Regions from separate parts of the Mus musculus genome. Here regions 1 and 3 are each linked to region 2. Evidence: chromatin contacts called from public Hi-C data. All regions are on one chromosome and are shown on one strand. The core of a region is the stretch at or near the end of the contact, and the rest is flanking DNA. Distances in the headings are between cores, read along the strand shown. Region 1 overlaps Blk (B lymphoid kinase). Region 2 holds the start of Ctsb (cathepsin B). Region 3 has its middle 36 kb from the start of Gm36165.

Region 1 (2,715 bases), core at 182-2,681, 260 kb after region 2:
GAGAAGGTATCCACCCCTTCCCATGAGACCAACCCAGACTCAGGGCAGCAGAGAAGCTAGGCTGACATCCCCAGGCCTGTCCCCCTTTTTCAGACAATTGTCTCCAAGGTTCTGTGGACTGGGAATAGCAAAGAAGGCTGGGGTTGTAGATAGCCTCTAATGAGACAGGGAGGAGAAAGGACGAACAGGGCATAGCACGGAAGGGCAGGGCTACTCCCTCAGTGGACACTTCTCTCAGAGGAGCCAACCATGCCTTGGAATCACCAATGTCCAATGGGCTGGGTCACTTCCCTGAGAGGTCATAGTTATTACCCAGAGCACGAGAAGCCATCTCTGGGACCCAAGGTTAGGGTCAGTGTTGAATAAGGTGACTGTAGCTGAGGCCCTGCCCCTGCCCCTGCCCCTGCCCCTGCCCCTGCCCCTGCCCCAGGTGCTCCAGAGGAGCAGACTCTCACTGAAGAGGAGCCTTGTCTGTCCCAAGCACCTGTACCAGGCCATTAAGTCTTCAGTCACTCACTGATGGATGGAAAAGGTGACTTCAGCTCTCACTTGCTCTTGCAGGATGCCAGCTTCTAGATGGATCCTACTTGCCCAGGAACTTAGGTACATATACTATCAACTTCTCTCCTATTGAGCTGCACACCAGGCCCCAGTCCTGCATCTGTTTCCACAGGGCCCTGCTTTATGCATGAGTCTCCTCATTTATCCCCTTGCGAAACCACTCAGTCAATATGCATTTGCTAGTGTGGGACTCTGCGGGTTGGAAAGCCAGGGCTAACTAAACAGCTTCTATCTAGGGAGCCCTGGCAATGCTCACACTGTTAGCTAACACGTACGAATCAGCTTTAGGGAAAAAAAAACAAAACCTACACAAACATAGAAGACGCGAATCTGCGTCTGTAGAAAAGATGCTACAAAGCCAAAGGGGAGCCAGGACTCTCTCTAGATCTTCTCCCTGGTGCTTTGTACCCAAAGACATTAATGAGGCTTGTTCATCCATTGATGAGCAGCAAACTGCTCAAGAGCAGAGCCAACAACCCCTCCCTCTTGTCCAGAAAAGTCTTGGTAGACGTGGCCTCCGACAAGGGCTGGTCCTGGGACTCTGGTTGGAAATGTGCAGACAGGAAGAATCCAAGGCAGTCTGCACTGTATAGGACCACCATTCTTGTGGCTGCAGAGGCGGACCAGCTTCTGTCCATCCAATGCCTGACTCAAAGCCAGTCGCCAGGGTTAAGTTTCTGTGTCCATCCTAACAGCTGCATCAACAGATCTCTGCTACCCCAGTGGAAAAAGACACTGTGACCTCAGTTCCTGGGCTGATAGCAGCTGCAGATAATGTGGGACAGGGTCGGAAGTTAAAGTGGGCAAGTGGGTTAAAGTGTGGGTGGGAAGGCTCCCCTTTATAGCTCTCTGTGTGTTGACAGTGTGTCTCGCAGGCTGGCCACAGACCACAGCTTTCTTGCTGAGAGTTCCAGTTTCAACAGTCATACTCAGGGCCCCCAGATGTGTCTTCCTGCCAGTTAGAACCCTCAGCTAAAATCCCCCCGGGGATAAAGATACTGCCCAATCTCAATTCTGCACTCTTCTAGCAGAGGCTGGGGAGGTCTACACATGGATGGATTCAGAGGGAACCAAAGGCCAATAATCCAGGACAGTGATGTGTGTGTGTGTGTGTGTGTGTGTGTGTGTGTGTGTGTGTGTGTGTGTGTGTGTGTAGAAGGTGGTCCTAGAAAGTTTTGTGCCTTGTATTCTGTGTGGCTCATGCCTCATCAGGCTGAGGTCAGTTCCAGGCCAATACCAAGATTTAGGGGGTCTTAGGACAGGATGAGAGCATTGGAGAAGGAAGTCAGAGCAAAGCATACCTGCCTACATTCAAAACAGAATTCTTTCCTATTCTCCAGCTTTCCAACATCCACTGCCATCTCTACCTTCCTAATAAATAGAACTACCCTACTCCATCATGGCGGCCCAGAATTGGAACTACATTTCCCAGACTCCCTTGCAGCCAAGGGAGCCTCTCATTGAGGTGAGTGGGAGGGATGTGTCTCTAGAGGAAAGGAGGTGGGATTTTTATCACCATCATCTTGCTGGCTAAGGGTCAAGGGTGGGTGATGAAGCTTCAGCATCTACCATGCTATCAGGGCAGAGGACATCAGTGAGTAAAGTCTCTCATCTGTTCTCTAGGGGTTTATATATTTAGAGGTCGCTACTTCAGGCTTTCTGCCCTTCACAGTTGAGCACAGCCTCCTACCAGGGAATTCAGTACAGTCACAAAGCACAGAGTGGGGCGCCCCCCCCCTTCAGGCTCCCGCTCTGCTTCAGAGCTCACCAACCTGGGCTGACATGTCAATCAGCCTTGGAAGGGACAACCTGCTACCTTCATCGGTCTTCAGAAAATCCAGCAAGCATCCTAGGAGAAGAAAGACAGCAACTGCAAAGTGACTGGATGGAGCCTGGCTCTGATTGCGTGGTCTGTGTCTATGTGAGGAGGTAGGGGTGGTGATCTGCCTACAGCTGAGGTGCCTCAGGCTTCAGGGAAACACTAGCTCCCAGACTTTTAAAAGTTAGTTCTCAGATAAATTCAGGGGCACATCTGGGGTCTCCTGAGTCAGCAGAGCTGGGATAGACCAGCTCTGGGCCTAAGGCTAGTGTTCTTTTCCAGCATGACGTTCCCAGGTGTCTTCCTTAGTCTACTCCCCTCCTAGACAGACTCCC
Region 2 (2,784 bases), core at 254-2,753:
CTGATGTGCAGGCTGGACTCTGCAGCTGTCTGGACAGGCTGGGGTGAGCAGGCAGTGATATGGGAATATTCTAACATTTTAAAATGAAGCCTTTTTCAGCACCACTGAAGTCAGCCCAAGCCAGGTACTTCTGGGTTCTTGTCTCTCAGTTTTGAGGAAGGAAATTCATGGACCACAGAAGGTGAGTTTTAGGAAGGTGGGAAGGACTGTAGGGAGCTGAAGGGAGAGAAAGAAGGCAAAGGTCTTGAGCAGCCCGTGGGGTCCCTGGAGGGAGTCGGATCCCATCCTGGAGCCCCCCAAAGCCTGGGGGTTAATAGGACTGTAGCCTTTAGTGGGATGGAGGCAGGAAGAAGGTTGAGCTAGCTGGTCAGTCCAGTTTTCATTCCAGGTGTTGAAGTCATTTCAGTTTGGGTCACAGCCTCAGTATGGCTTCCAGGAAAGGTCACTCCTTTGTGGAAAAGACTTGAAGACCCCCTTCCTGGCAGCCAGAGACACTTTTGGCTTAGACACTTAAACATCTCTAGCTCCTGCCAAGGGCCAGGCTCTGGGCATGTCAGAGGACATTTTGGGCTTTTAGCCAAGAAAGGCTGCTCATTTTTGTTTGGACTTTTTACCCTAAAATAAGCAGCCAGTTTCTACCTGTTGTCAGCAGCTGGGACAGCTGGCCTTGGACAGATGGCCATGGACCTGCCTTTCCGCAAGTTTTCTGAGTTCTTCCTGTATTCCACTTAACTGGGGTTCAGTAACTACACTTCCACTCCTGTCCTTAACTGGGAGCCTACCAATAGAACCTTGGAATCCACTAGATCCAAACCTTTCTTATCGTCACAAGCCTGGCTACAAGATACCATGCTGACATGAGGCCATTCCTATATTACAGGATAGACCTAAGGATTGGAGAGATCTGAGGGTGCTCGACCCTGGGGTGGGGGTGGGGGTATGCTATGACCTGTCAGATCAACTAGGTCAGCCAGCTTCTCACTGGCTAGCTTACCACACAAGATGGGGGGAGGTTCATATGGCCTGGCAGGAGTTCTGAATTTCATAACATGCCTTGGACAAAATTCATGGGGTTTTGGTTTCTCTCTTTCTTTTTAAACTAGGGATCGAACCCAGGGCCTTGGGCTTGGTAAGTAAGAGCTCTACTTCTGGGCTACAATCCCAGCCCAGTTCTAGTTTTTGGTTGCTTCCCTTGGTTTGAGTATTTCTACGCCATTATAGTCTGAGCTTCAGAATATAAGGCCAGGAGGCTCCTCCAGACATTTCCAGGTCCCCGAGCCAGCGGGGCCTTCCCGAGGAATGCATGTCACGAAGATGTTGTATCTTCCCAGTGCAGGGTACCTGCAGAGGTCCCTGGAGAGCATCTCTGTGCGAAATGGAAAGAGAGCAGACAAACCACCAGTTTCTTTTGGGTTTAACACAGCTTGCAGAGTCCCGGGATGAAGGGGGAGGGGCCGGCAGGGGCGGGGGCGCGGTCAAGCATCACGTGACGAATCAGCCCCCAGCGGAGGGCGGAGCTGCGCGGGTACTTAGGAGTGCACGGGAGAGGCCAGGAGCGGCTCCGTTTGGCTTGGTGGCTGCAGGCCCAGGCTGTCGCGCTGCGCTCGGTGAGTTTGCCCGGGGCACAGTGGCTCCATGGCGGAAGTCACTTTGGCTGGGGTCGGGGGAGCGGGCTGAGCAGCGGTGGTGGAGACAGGCCCTTCACTTGCCCAGGGCGCAGGCGCGGTTCCTCCGCGGCCCTAGATGCTGCTCGCCCTGGCGGATCGCGGTCTTAGGCTCCCGCAGGCTAGACCGGCAGAGCTCCAGCTTTCACGCTTTAGGGCCGAGCCTGGTGACCCCGCGGTGATCGGCTTCTTTCCAGTGGCCTTGGCGCACTTCAAGGGCGGAGGTGGGGACTTCGGGGAGCTCCGAGGGAGGAGCTTAAAGGGAAGGGTTCAGCTCTGGCCCTTCCAGCTCGCAGATTGCAAGTCTCAGGGGTGCTCAGGGCGAGTATCGACCTGCATCTAGTGCAGGTTTGTGGCTTATTCTAAAGAATCTGCCCCGGGAACTTTTCCACACACAAACCCACGCAGTGCCTGGCACCCTAAAAGACCTGTTCTATTGAGAATGGGAACCTGGTAGTGGGTGGCTGGGGTGGAACCTGCACGAAGAGTTAAACCGAGAAACAGGAAGAGAAGCAGAGCTAAAGGATAGGGGCTCTCCCAGAACCTTTCTCTGGAGGGGAATGGCCAATGTGATGGAGGAAAGGTACTTGCAGGACAGCCTCCTTCAGTCAGGGCCCTGCTAGCCGGGAGAGATAGCATCCTCTCCCAGAGTGCTGGGCGTGCGGACCAAGAGATAGGTAAATTGGACTTGGTCCCCTAGGGCCCAAGAGTAAAGGACTAAAACCCATCCGCACCTTACCTCCACCTAACCAGATCCCCTCACGTGTTTGGGAAGGGAGATAAATTGTGGGATTGAAAGGGAAGTTTAACTCCTTTTAGTGTCTCGGGAAGACTGATCTCCAGGTGCTTCCTGTGAGGGACTGCTGTGGAGGTATGGTCTGCAGTCCCCGGATTCAGAGTAGCATTTGCAAAATGTTGGTGAAGGTGTCATCTTTGTTCGAAGCCGTTCAGGGGACAGTTGTTTCCCATAGGCTCTGGCCATGGTGACCTAAAACTCCAGAGTCCCCAGAGCCATACCAGAGCAAGGCAATCACGGCACTTGGAAGGCTGAGGCAGGAGAATCGCTGTGCATTGGAAACCAGCCTGGGCTATGTAATGGATTCCACAACAGTGGGACTAC
Region 3 (3,110 bases), core at 124-2,623, 200 kb after region 2:
GATCTGTGAGTTTGAGGCCAGCCTGACCTATAGACTGAGTGAGTTCCAGGACAGCCAGAGAAAGAAACCCTTTCTCAAAATATCAAAAAAGTAAGTAAAAATAGTCAAGTAAAAAAAGAAATAAAACCACAATGGAGCCCAAGGATACAGTTACAAAACAACTCCCACACCTAAGGTTCAGGGAACATTGGATAAAGGGGTGTGTGTGTGTGTGGGAAGTTTGTTAAGAGACAAATCAGGGAGTTTGCAGAAACTGGGTCTCCTAGTAATGTCAAAATCTACACCCATAAAGTCTCAGTAGCATGACTGCCTGAGCAGCAACTGAACAAGGACAACAGTAGACAGGCCAATGTGGGTTGAGGAAAACACGTAGGGGCTTCAACCCTACACAAAGAACTACAGGCAGAGTGAGAGAAACAGTCTTCCCCAGGGAAGAGAACACCAATTGGTTATCCAATACCAAATGGTGAGCCCTGCACACACGCACAGATGTGCTAACATTATACAGACAGAGCAGGCTACATTTAGGAATATACATGTATATACACATATGCATGTAACAACTATTAATGAAAAAAGAGGACACGGATTTGAAAGGGAGAAAGGAGGGTTTGGATCAAGGAAAGGGAAGAGGGAAAACGATATAATTATAATCTAAAAAAGAGCAAAACAAAACCAAAAAACACCCACCCCAGATTCTGACTAAGATGGAGGACCAATGGAAAGAAGTCTTCACGTGGGACTTGAAGCCTCTGGGCTGGTTCTAGACGCAGGCTGTTGGATCCTCAGACCCCTGAGTGCTGGGAGGATAGGAGTGGGCCACTATGCCAGGCTTTCACATTTGTAGTTTAATTAAACTGATAGAGTCTCCTGTATCCCAGGCTGACCTTGAGCTTGCTTTGAAACTAAATGTCCTTGAATGTCTGCTCCTCCTTCATCCTCCTCCCAAGTACAGCAATTATAGGCACATGTCCTCATTCTCACAACTATGAACTTAGGTTCGTTACATCCTTCCCAACACATGGACACAGATACACACATACACAGACTGACTCACTGGCACACAGACCAACAGATATAGTGACATATGCATACAGACATTGCCACATGTTCACAGACACATCGAGGCACACACACATATATATACACACACACACATGTATGACACATGCACGTGCTGACTCACTCAGACACTGTCACACACACATTGGCATGCATGTACACACGCTCCGAGGTCACAGCCACAGTGGTGGCTGTAGAAGTACCTCCAAAGTGCCTTTATTCTTCTTGTCCTTGCTTAGAGTCTATAGCATTCGGAAAATGTTAGGCGTAGGAGGCCTTTTAGTTTTGGGTTAGGCTAAAACTCCCTGCACATATTTGGAGGGTGTCCAGGCCCTGTGAGCATGCTCGCGAAGCAGATAACAGTGACCTTGTTGTCAGGGAGGATGGCCCACCGGGGCCAAGGAGCTGTGCTGGCTGCTGAGGTCACCTCTCCTCCCCACTGCACCTGGGCTGGCTCTGATGCCAAGACCCCATCCCCGCACTCAGCTCTCAGCCTCTGGGCCTGTGTCCTTTGGTGGGAAGCAGGGCCCTGCTAGGAGGAGGCTGCGAGCAGAGTGCTGACCTTGCAGAGTCAAGGTAGAGAAGAGCCTGGCTCTCCCTGAAGACCTGCTGGCTGCTGGCCAAACTCCCCCCATTTAGCCTTCCAAGAAAAGCAAAGCAGGTCTTTATAAAATGGCCATTGGTTTCTTAGGACTTAATGTAACTCAGCCCAGCTCAGTAATATGAGGTCCAGGGCTGGTGGCTCTGACTAAAACACACATGCTGTGTTTGTGTGTGTGTGAACTAATTCTCAAAGTTTGGAGCTAGAAATCCAGAGGTGCGATCATCAAATGATCCCCTCTGCAGCCCCCTTTGGGTATCCTGTTGAGAGAGGAAGGTGATAGGGGGGACTTGACACTCTCCTGGTTCCTGTCTCTGTTGCTTCCTTAACTATTGAGCCACCCAGGTCAGGACTGAAAATCTTTTCCCACATGACAGTGTTTATTCTTTAAAAATATGTGTTTATTTACTTGTGTATGCACACATCTGTGAATGTGTGTGTGTGAGTGTGTGTGTGTGTGTGTACCTGCATACAAACTCCAGAACATGATGTCAGGTATTCCCTTCTACCTCTGCGTATTCCTTTGTGTCTGGGTCTCTCTTTGAATCCAGGGCTTACATTTTTCTTGCTAAGGCTGAAATTCTGTAAGCCCCAGAGATCTTCCTGTTTCAGCTCCCATCAGAGATGGGCTTATAGACATCTCTGGGACCACTTATCTTGCTGTATGGTTGCCAGGAGATCTAAACCCCAGTTCGCAAGGTGGTGGAGCAAGTACCCTTAACTGATGAGCTGCTTCTCCAACTCTAACTTTAAAAGCTGGCACCCTACATTTAGTAAATACTCATGGAGAGACTGGCTGAGAGCTAAGGACTGCTGTGTGGCTGGCCACATAGTTGATGAGGTAGTGAAGGAAGATAACGGGAAGACATTAGTTGGCCACGGGTAGGGTGCTGGGCTTGGGGAAGGAACACATCTGGTGGAGAAGTTTACTCAGATGGGAGTCACATCCTCAAAGCACTTCAGACTTAGGGAAAAGAATGTACAAAGCTGTGTGACTCCTTGACTTGGGCAAGGGTGGGCGTCACCATACAGGTGGAGAGAGGGTTCAGGGACATCTAATGTCTTGGCCAGGGTTCAGAAGGCCTTGGTGACTTGTGGAGGAGGAGGCAGGCGCTAGAGTTGACCCTGCGGCCACCAGGCAGGAGGCAGGGGGTAGAGTTGAGAGCTGGCCAGGCTTTCCTCTGCACGTAGCTCCTGGCTCCGCTCTGACAGCTCACCAATGGTTGGACGTCCCTTCCAGTGAGTCGGCACCTCTGCTGAGTGAGGTTTTCCTTTTCAGGAAACATTTGAGTGTTGCGCACAGGGTGGAATGCAGTGTTTTAGAAGAGGGGGATTTATACTCCTCAACTATTAAAAACAATGAATTTACAAAATTCTTAGGCAAATGGATGGAACTAGAAAACATCATCCTGAGTGAGGTAACCCAATCGCAAAAGAACACACATGA

Evidence for each region. A called contact is a pair of places that touch in the nucleus more often than the background predicts.
Region 1: a Hi-C map of the MNK3 cell line shows a contact between it and region 2, with 4 times the contacts expected there. The contact joins the enhancer-like site here to the promoter of Ctsb in region 2. A contact is called at or near these places in 6 of 39 promoter capture datasets (the C10 cell line, embryonic stem cells, hippocampal neurons and 2 more), 4 of 484 Hi-C or Micro-C datasets (the MNK3 cell line, embryonic stem cells, extraembryonic endoderm stem cells and 1 more), 9 of 115 datasets of contacts at active chromatin or transcription factors (T-cell acute lymphoblastic leukemia, bone marrow-derived dendritic cells, craniofacial prominence and 5 more) and 4 of 9 other capture datasets (embryonic stem cells, embryonic trunk, liver and 1 more).
Region 3: a Hi-C map of Sertoli cells shows a contact between it and region 2, with 1.5 times the contacts expected there. The contact joins the enhancer-like site here to the promoter of Ctsb in region 2. A contact is called at or near these places in 2 of 484 Hi-C or Micro-C datasets (Sertoli cells and nephron progenitors), 1 of 115 datasets of contacts at active chromatin or transcription factors (extraembryonic endoderm stem cells) and 1 of 9 other capture datasets (pancreatic islet).

What each region holds. Positions count from the first base shown.
Region 1 is chr14:63,376,135-63,378,849 of GRCm38.p6, forward strand. It overlaps Blk (B lymphoid kinase), which reads right to left. Exons shown (of 13, transcript NM_007549.2): 10 at 2,334-2,410. Among named protein-coding and RNA genes, the nearest start is that of Gm46458, 6.3 kb to the left of the region's middle. Within about 2 kb of position 1,432, at least 40 of the 459 cell types and tissues checked have an H3K27ac peak or open chromatin away from gene starts, as enhancers often do. A contact at or near this core is called in the MNK3 cell line and pro-B cells, where this site is marked.
Region 2 is chr14:63,120,959-63,123,742 of GRCm38.p6, forward strand. It overlaps Ctsb (cathepsin B), which reads left to right and starts at 1,504. Exons shown (of 10, transcript NM_007798.3): 1 at 1,504-1,607.
Region 3 is chr14:63,320,723-63,323,832 of GRCm38.p6, forward strand. It overlaps Gm4151. Among named protein-coding and RNA genes, the nearest start is that of Gm36165, 36 kb to the right of the region's middle. Within about 2 kb of position 1,374, at least 12 of the 459 cell types and tissues checked have an H3K27ac peak or open chromatin away from gene starts, as enhancers often do. A contact at or near this core is called in Sertoli cells, where this site is marked.